Regions from separate parts of the Mus musculus genome. Here all the other regions are linked to region 2. The links are chromatin contacts, called in public targeted proximity ligation maps. All regions are on one chromosome and are shown on one strand. The core of a region is the stretch at or near the end of the contact, and the rest is flanking DNA. Distances in the headings are between cores, read along the strand shown.

The links.
Region 1: a contact with region 2 is called in a targeted proximity ligation map of epiblast stem cells. A contact is called at or near these places in 3 of 39 promoter capture datasets (3T3-L1-derived adipocytes, the C10 cell line and stem cell-derived epiblast-like cells), 1 of 130 datasets of targeted methods (epiblast stem cells) and 1 of 9 other capture datasets (adipose tissue).
Region 3: a contact with region 2 is called in a targeted proximity ligation map of embryonic stem cells, with 16 read pairs. A contact is called at or near these places in 3 of 39 promoter capture datasets (the 3T3-L1 cell line, hippocampal neurons and stem cell-derived epiblast-like cells), 1 of 484 Hi-C or Micro-C datasets (embryonic stem cells), 10 of 130 datasets of targeted methods (the NIH/3T3 cell line, craniofacial prominence, differentiating embryonic stem cells and 7 more) and 1 of 9 other capture datasets (adipose tissue).

The regions. Positions count from the first base shown.
Region 1 is chr19:10,355,534-10,358,481 of GRCm38.p6, reverse strand. No RefSeq gene overlaps it. Among named protein-coding and RNA genes, the nearest start is that of Gm30263, 9.3 kb to the left of the region's middle.
Region 2 is chr19:10,523,600-10,526,500 of GRCm38.p6, reverse strand. Sdhaf2 (succinate dehydrogenase complex assembly factor 2) reads left to right here and starts at 1,292. Exons shown (of 4, transcript NM_025333.4): 1 at 1,292-1,442. The coding sequence starts at 1,407. It overlaps Cpsf7 (cleavage and polyadenylation specific factor 7), which reads right to left and starts at 1,257. Exons shown (of 10, transcript NM_172302.3): 1 at 1,174-1,257; 2 at 441-549. The coding sequence starts at 494.
Region 3 is chr19:10,277,410-10,280,109 of GRCm38.p6, reverse strand. The region is part of intron 1 of Dagla (diacylglycerol lipase, alpha); the gene reads left to right. Among named protein-coding and RNA genes, the nearest start is that of Gm30042, 11 kb to the left of the region's middle.

The sequences.
Region 1 (2,948 bases), core at 257-2,756, 170 kb after region 2:
GAAACATTTAGAACCCTGAGACATACATACCCAGTACAGCAGAGAGAAAAACCAGAGAAAGGGAGAGAAACCACACAGAGAGGCAGAGTGGGTCTGTAGACAGAGGGAGAAAACGAAGATTGAGCTACTAAAGCATTCTGGCCTGGGAATCCTTTTCAGGAAGCTCTGGACGGCATCCTCAGGGACTCTGAGTGGCAGGTTTGTCATTCAGGCAAGACTAAGATGGATGGAACACCCACATGGTGTCAAGTTTGGCTCTAGGTGTCAGGAGCAGGTCGGGGACTGGCAGAATGGGAAAGAGATAGCCTCTGCTCTAGAGGTTTGTAAGCACACAAGGAAATTGGCACAGGTTAGCTCAGAAGAGTTCCTGACAGATCACCCTAGGGATCCACGATAGGGTCACATGGCAAAAGCTAGGAGCAAATGTCCTAGACACACACACACACACACACACACACACACACACGCCCTCAGCCCTCAAACACATATGAGGGGGTGTAGCCTGCTTGGTGTCTGGTGTGAGTGATAGTGGATGGCCTTTCATCTGGAACACCCTAGGCTGATCACAAAGGTTGGAGAGAGAAGGGTACTGAGCCAAGACTGGGGTCTGATCCCTGTCGTGTAGGTGATAGGAACCAGTTTGAGCTCCAGCTCTGCCATTCTTTTGGATACCATCTTGTCAAAGAACTCTTTTCTGCAAATCCAACCTTGCCCGGGGGATAATGGCAAGGTTGCTGGAGGATTGATGAAATGCACCTGCACGTCAGAGAGGCCCCATCTGTCTGCCTTGCCTTGTCCCAAGGTCACGAGAAGATCACTGATATCCATTTGGCTACCCTTGACCCTTCAAAGAAGCAGGGAGAAGCAAATGCATGGGAAAGAGAATTGGTCCAGTGTCCTGACCCTTGAGCTCCTTCATCAATGGAGCCAGGAGAGCCGAGGGTGGGAGAGGAAGCTAGAGTGGACAATGAGAACCTCCAAGGCTAGATCCCACCCAACCCTTGCACACCCAGGACCCCTCCTGAAGGGCTCAGAGCAAGGGGGAATTCCTAGAACCTCCTAGCTCCTGGGAGGGTCCAGGACTTTCGCTATGCCTTCCAGGCCCAGGCTGCTGATTGGCATACAGACATGCAAGCCGCAGGCAGCTGGCTGGCCAGCGGGCATAGCAGGAGGGTAAATTCCACATTTGCATTTGGATGTTCCTGGCCCCAAGGACTGCTGACCTTTACTGCTGTTACTTCCGCCCCTCTTCCAGGCCTCCTGGGCTCAGCTAGGCTGGCCATCAATTCCCCAGCCTCAAGGGACCTGGGAAATGCCCTGCAGACCCCCAGCTTGCTCTCCTTACTTGTCCTATTCTACCCTGACTCAACATCAGCTGCTGTCCCCTCCCCCACTACCCCCACAACTCCAGGATCCTCCTCCACCCCCACCCCTCACAGCGAGTCACCGGCTGATGCAAAGGCAGCTTGGGCCCTTGGATTAGCAGTGTCAAGGAGACGTCAGTCGCCCCCGGCTGCTGTGACGTCTCCCAGGGGAATCCCCGTCTATGCTGAGTGGCAGTAGTGCTGAGCACTGAGCACTGTGCGCTGTCAGCTTTTCTGGGCTCAGCAGTCAGGCCTGCACCTCTGGGAGTAGAAATGCTCCCCAGCCCACCTGGTCCCCAAGGACTCTTGTTACGGGTGGCTTGACTAGCCAGCTGACTGAGCAAATCCCACAAGATTTTTGTAAATTAAAATCCATCTCCCAGATGGCTCAGTACAAAAGAGTTCTTGCTTTACAAGCATAGAGATCCGTGTTCGAATCCTCAGAACTTACATAAAAAGCTGGGTGTGGTAGAGTGCTCTTGGGGAGGCAGACATTGATAATCCTGTGAGATACCCAAGGTGTAGTCAGAGGCAACTGCTGTCTTCCTCTGCCTTCTAATCATATGTACGTGGATACACACCTGCACACACACACAAAGATTCTTTATTTTTTTCTTTAAAAACTTCCGTATTTTATGTACATGGGTATCTTACCTGCATGCATGTTTATGTATCACATGTGTGCCTGGTATCCACAGAAACCAAAAGACGATGTTGAATCTCCTGGAATTGGAGTTAGACAGTTATGAGCTGTCGTGTGGGGGCTGGGAACCAAACCCAGGTCTTCTAGAAAAGCAACAAGTACTCTCAACTGATGAGCCATCTCTCCAGCTCCCACGTACAAATCTAAAACCAAAGTCTGTCCCCCAGCCTCCTAGCCCCTGTGGCAGGTTCTCTCCTCAGCTCCAGGAACACTGACTTCTTTCCATCGGGGCTAAGGATTGAGGCTAGGGGCTTGGGAACGCCAGGTAAGTAAGTCCTCCAGCACAGAGCTACAACCCCTGCCTAATTCATTCTTTTTAAAAGTAAACATTGTATTCTCTTTTTACTCATTTGCTTTGTGTGGTGGGGGCACAAGGTACTGCACATGTGTGGAGGTCAGAGGACAGTTTGCAGGGGTCAGTTCTCTTCTTTCTTCTTTTGGGTTCTGAAGATAGAACTCAGCTGTCAGACTTGGTGACTTTACTCTCTGAACCATCTCATAGACCTGCTCTGTTTCTTTGTTTGTTTGTTTTTGGTTTTTGTTTTTTTTGTTTTCGAGACAGGGTTTCTCTGTATAGCCCTGGCTGTCCTGGAACTCAGTTTGTAGACCAGGCTGGCCTCGAACTCGGAAATCCACCTGCCTCTGCCTCCCCAGTGCTGGGATTAAAGGCGTGTGCCACCAATACTTCTATGAACAGTGTTGGTATCAGGATCTCTGAATCCAGTGACATCACACCTAGGAGACAGTATGACCTCTTGTCAAGGCAACAGCCACCGTATTCTCAGAATCCACTTGGCTCACCATCCACCTTTACCTATGGCCACATCACTATCCATATAAAAGGAAGACCCTTTTGATTTCTCTCTCTCTCTTTCCCCCTC
Region 2 (2,901 bases), core at 43-2,542:
TATACTGTGGCTTTTAAAGTAATTTCATGGTACACCATTGGGAGGGGACCAAGCAGGGGGAGGGACCAACATGCTCGAGCCACAAGTTGAGAGAACAGCAAAGTAACAAGCATCGAAATTATCTCCGCAGTACTACAACAAATGTAATTTTCATTTTTAATTATGGTTAGTCATTCAACTTTGAAATGACTTGGGGAAAGAATTCCACAGGCTGATTCACCATACTATTACACTTGGGTTTTTATTTGCTCTTAAAGCAAGCCCTTTAAAATTGAAGCCTGGAGGTTCAAATTAACCTAAAGAGGAATGGTCAGTCGTCTTCAAAGCCACCGCTAGGGGGAAACGCTTCGATATTACAGGGAATTATTTTGAGCTGAGAGAGAAACCACTGCCAGTAGATTGATGGAAGAAACCCCAAAACTGCTGCTAATTCCTCTCACCTGATTGAACTCTTCATCAGCGTATATATCAATCAAATCCACTCCTTCTGACATGGCTCCGGAAATACGCTCTCGAGCCCGGAGAACCGACAAAGTAAGAAAGATGCCACTACGGTATTCAGAAAAGGGTAAAAAATTTTAAGGCACAAGGGTCCCAGGCTGGGAGGAGGGCAAGGGTCAACAAGCTCTAGTCTCCCAAGACGCAGCATCCCGGCGGCCGGGAGCCTGGCCCCACCCGCTCTGCCCCGCCCCCAGCCTCGCGCCGCCCCCAGCTCTCCCAGGCCGCTCGGGCTCGCGGAGCTCGCTGCCCATCACCCGCGGGCCCGACCCGAGGTGCTCCGAGTCGGCGCCCGTAGTTGCCTATGGCGCCACCGCCAAGTCCGGGCCTCGACTCCTGAGAGGGCCCTCAGGCCGCGCTGTGAACCACCGCGGCGAACGCCGCAAGCTCAGCCCGTCGCACCTGCTAGGCCCAGGGGGCGTCCCAAGCCGGAGCCCCCGCGGGCCCGGAAGCTCCCGCCGCCTCCACACCAACGGGGCCCTGTCCTCGCCCTAGGCTAGGCCTGCCCTGCTCCCTCCCACAGCTCCAGGACCTCAGCCCCTCCCTCAGAGGCCCGCGCTTCCCTCCACCCGCTGTCTTCCGCCGCCGCCACCCCAACCGACCCCCTCCCTTCCGCGGCGCCGGCCCCCGCCCTCCTTCCGGCCCCGCCGGCCCCGGGCCGCGCGCCCCCGTTACCGGGAATATGGCGGCGGCCGCGGAGAGTCCCGACTAGGCCCGAAGCGCGCGAACCGCTCTCCGCCCCAGGTCCCGCCCCCCCCCCACCGGCGGCGTCACACGCACCGCTACTTCCGCCATACGCTCGGTTGCGCCTTCCGGCTTGGGGTCCACCTCCGCTGAAGTCCTCAGATCGACCGCCCGGAATTCCCGGAAGTGGCCCGGTTGCCAGCTTACTGTGCTATAAGAGAGAGATGGCGGTGGTCACCTTGATCCCGACGCTGGCGCGGGTGAGAGAGCCGGGTTCGGGGCGGGCTGCAGCTAAGACTGTTTCGTCCTCCTCTGTGCCGTGGAGACTGTAGGGAGAGTTCACCTACCCCACAGACCAGGGAATGGTCCCCTCAAGGCGAGGCGCAGGCTGGAGCCGATCATGCAGGGAATTTTCCATTCTTTCCTGAGCCCACGGTGTGCTCGAGTGAGAATACTGGGTAATATGTGGTTAGGTGGCCAGTCACCGTGTGAGACTCAACGCATACCAGGAACAGTTACCGAACCTCCCCCGAAAGCCTCCTAGCTTTTCTTGAGCTTCTTCCCCCGTCTCCCTTTTAAAAGCCGGTTTTAATTTGTTACTCAGGCTGGCCTCAAATTCGTAATTCTCCTGTCTCATCTTGGTTTTAAATGTTTGAGAATTTTCCGTTTTTATTCCAGTAGTGTTGAAAGCTAGTTGGTATGGTTTATCTTAAACTTATCAAGACATGTTTTTTGACAACTTGTGATCTCCTGGGCATAATTATCTGTACATTTGAGAGGAATGTATGATCTCTTGTGTGGAATGCCTGTATATCTCAGTTAAATATTCTTAAATTAGTATTGTTCTGGTTGTCTAGTATTGATTCCGACATCTATATATTCTATTCCTTATTAAAATGTGGCATTAAAATCTGTTGTGTTCCCCCACCAGTTCTGTCAAGTGTCTCTTCCATATATTTGAGTGCTCTATTAGATCCACATATATTTATGATTATTATACTTTACTGCTAACTCCTTAATACTATGTAATATTCTTTATATCACATATGACAATTTTGTTGTTTGTGCTAAGCACCAAACCCAGAGCCTTGCCTGCTAGGCAATCGCATTTTCTTTTCTTATTCTTTTTTTTAGACTAAAAAAGTATGTACATGTGTTTATCTGCCTTTGTGAGTTTATGCATACTATGTGTGTAGGTGCCCATGAAGGCCAGAGGAGGGTGTTTTAAGTGTGTCGGTGTTTCTGCAATGCTGTAGTTTTGTTAACACTCTTTTAAGTTGTTCAGTGTTCCCTCCTCCTTCCTTGCTACCCTGTTTTTTAGGTACTAAAACTCCTCAGCTTCATAGTAGTTCTGATCTAGCCTCTCAAGTGCGTGGATTACAGTCATGAGGCACCATGACCAGCTGGTTGCTCTGCTCTCTTATTCTCAGTGGCTACTGGACTTCTTAGAGTATGCTGGTTAGTGTTGCAAGTTGTTCAAAACAGAAACCAACCAGTCCCTTCGGCAATGCCAACCCCCATGTTCTAGAACATTAACCATACATTCAACTCTTCCTCGAGCCTCGGGGAAGAGGCTTGTAAACAATACTAGATTTTATCTTGCTTTATCTTCTATGGCCTTCTGCACCAAAACTAAGCAGCTCTCTTGGTCTCTATGGTCCCTCAGCATCTGGAATGGGCTGTGTCCTGTTGTTGCTCTGAGACAAGAGAGACAAAAGC
Region 3 (2,700 bases), core at 25-2,524, 250 kb after region 2:
ATCTCATTGGCTAGCCCATGCTAAGTTTTTGAAGAAGACAGTGAGCGGTTCCTAAAGCAGTGTATGTAGTTTACACTGCCAAGCATCAAGCATCCTGCCGTGTCAGAGTCTGCTCTCAACACTCCACAACATTGAAATGGCTTTGTCCCACTGTCCCTCAGCCCACGAGGGAAGCGCTGTCATCAGTGTCAGCCGGTTACTGATGGGGAAATGGTCACTGACTCATCTGACTTGTCATAGGAAGTGGCTAGCCCCTCCCGGACTGCACTCCGAAGTCTTCGCCCAGTGGATGGCTGAGAAATAGAGTCCCTGGGCCAGGGCCAGGTCCAGCCTGTGCTCCACCCAGCAGTAGGGGCCCTCCAGGCACTGCCCCTTCTCGGAGGCCTCTGTAACTTGTGATGAGTCCAGCTTTGTCCTACTGTGGGAGGGATAAGAGGGAGTGTGAAAATAGAAGTTGTGGCCTGAGGTCAAGAGTTTTCTCCTATAGGCCCTTCTGCTCTCCTAGCTCAGGCAATGGAGGAGATATGGAATGGCCTCCCAAGCCTGGAAGGACACCTGAGCAGCATCCCAAGGCTCTCTCCCTAAATGCCAGAGTTGACCAGAGGGCTCCTCTATCTCATGGCTCTCAGACATTTTTGAGCACTTAGTTCAAAGCCTAGGGATATATACAGCAACTAAACCCTGCTCTAAATGACATGGAGGGCCAGGCTCCAGAGACCTGCCTGCCGTGATCACCTCCCTTCATCTGGGGTCCCCTCAGATAGCACAGAAAGAAGGAGAGCCAAGCAAAGGAGAGACTGGGCCATAAAGCTATTGGTGGTCCCATGTTACACAGTTGGGGGGTGGAGGGTGGGTGCTGGCCCTTTGAGTCACCAGAGCTCTGTAGAGCAGCTCCCTGGGGAAGGAGCTCTGCTTGCCATCATTTGATCCCTGCTGGCTTTGAAGATGACTTGGGAGTGGCTGAAACCCAAGAGCCAGAGCTTCTGGCCTGTGCCCTAGATGGCTGTACTGCCCAGGTGGTGGCTCTCCAAGGCACACACAGCTCTGAAGGCTTTCTCTAACCTTCGAGCAGCATGCACTCAAGCAGACCAGATCCGAGGGCTGGTCTACTGCCTGAGGAGGTGGGGCTGAACGTGGCTCAGGGTAGGCTGGGCCCAAGGGGTGGGGGGTTCCCAGAGGGGAGGTGTCATACTTGGCGTGCCCACTTAACACCTCATTAACGACCTCATTAGGGATCCCCTAAGGAAGTGGAAGGTGCTAATTCTTCTCTGAGGTGTCACCAGCACCAGAGACTGACAGTCTCCTCTGGAGGAAGTTCTGAGGAGCTGAGAATGGGGTAGAGCTGAGATCTGGTGAACTTCCCTGCAGGGGGCCATCTGGGAAGCCAAGAACTCCCAGCATGCAGCCCCAGCAAAAGGAAGGCTTCGGGGAAGAGCAGTGTGGTGGAGGAAATCTTGGACTGGGTGGGGCGCAAGAGGAGGCCTCTGTCCTCAGGGCGTGCTGAGTTTGGGTGGGGAAGAGCTCTGCAGTATGACAACCTGAAACTCAGTTGCACAGGCAGATAGGTACACAGCTTTCTCATAGGAATGTGGATTTGGCGTGGTCTACAACCTTGTGGCCTTGGGCAGGAGCTCAGTAGTCCCAGCTGTCCCCTCTAGAGAGATGACATTCCTGCCTCACTGACTTGTGGGTCCAAGGAGTCCAAGGAAACAACTCTGGTAGTTTCCTCAGAGATACCACCAGCCCTACCTGAGAAGAGGTCACTCAAGGATTGGGGCCAGTGCAGGTCTGCCTGCCACTGGGAATGGATGGCCAGGGACTTTCTGTTGCAGGGCAGCAGACTTGGTGCAGAGGTAAAGGTTCTGCACTCACTGCAGGAAACTGAAGAATGAACCAGAATGGGAACAAACCTTGAGCCACTGGCTCTGCAAGTGCTCACCTGCTCCTCCCAGCCCCTCCTCCTCCAAGAAGGGAGTGGCTTCACTATCTCATTTGCATATAAGGAAACTGAGGCTCAGAAAAGCAATGATCCAGAACTGGAGGGAAGGCGGAGGTTGCTTCTTGGGGCAGCCTCCAGCTCTGTGTACTTGAAAGAGGGAGTGGTCAGGAGATCCAGTGGGGTGAGCTGTACTGCAAGGGGTGGGAGGAGACTGGCTGCATGCCTAATGCCACCTGCCTGCTCCAGCCCAGCAGCTCCCAGGGGAAGAGTGCCACCTGAGGCCAGCACGGCCTGCCTGAGCTCCCTCCAGGCCACCTCTGCCCAAAGAACTGAAACACGTACGAGAGGCCTATGGGAAGAAAAAGATCTCTAAGAAAGAATTCAGAAGTAAAGCCCGGCCTGGCCAGAGCTAGAGGGACCTTTCACCTTCAGGAACTCCCCCTGCCCAGGACAGAACGTGGAGAGTCCGGTCCAGGCTGCTAAAGAGAGGGTCCTGCCGCTCTCTCTGGCCCTACCTCCCCCATTCCTCAGCAGCCAGCAGCCCTCTCAGAACAGCCAGCAGGAAGCGAAAGGCCCCAATTGATTCCTGGGGAGTTGGCTGGTGTCAGTGGCAGGGCCTGGTGGCAGATGGCAAATTCTTTTCATTGAAGAGGAGTTGGAAAATAATTAGCGTGAGAACGAGAAGTGGAGCTGGTGATAAATGGAGCCTGGTGAGCGACGGCGGGGCGACGGCGGGGCGGGGCTGGCCAAGCACGCGCTCC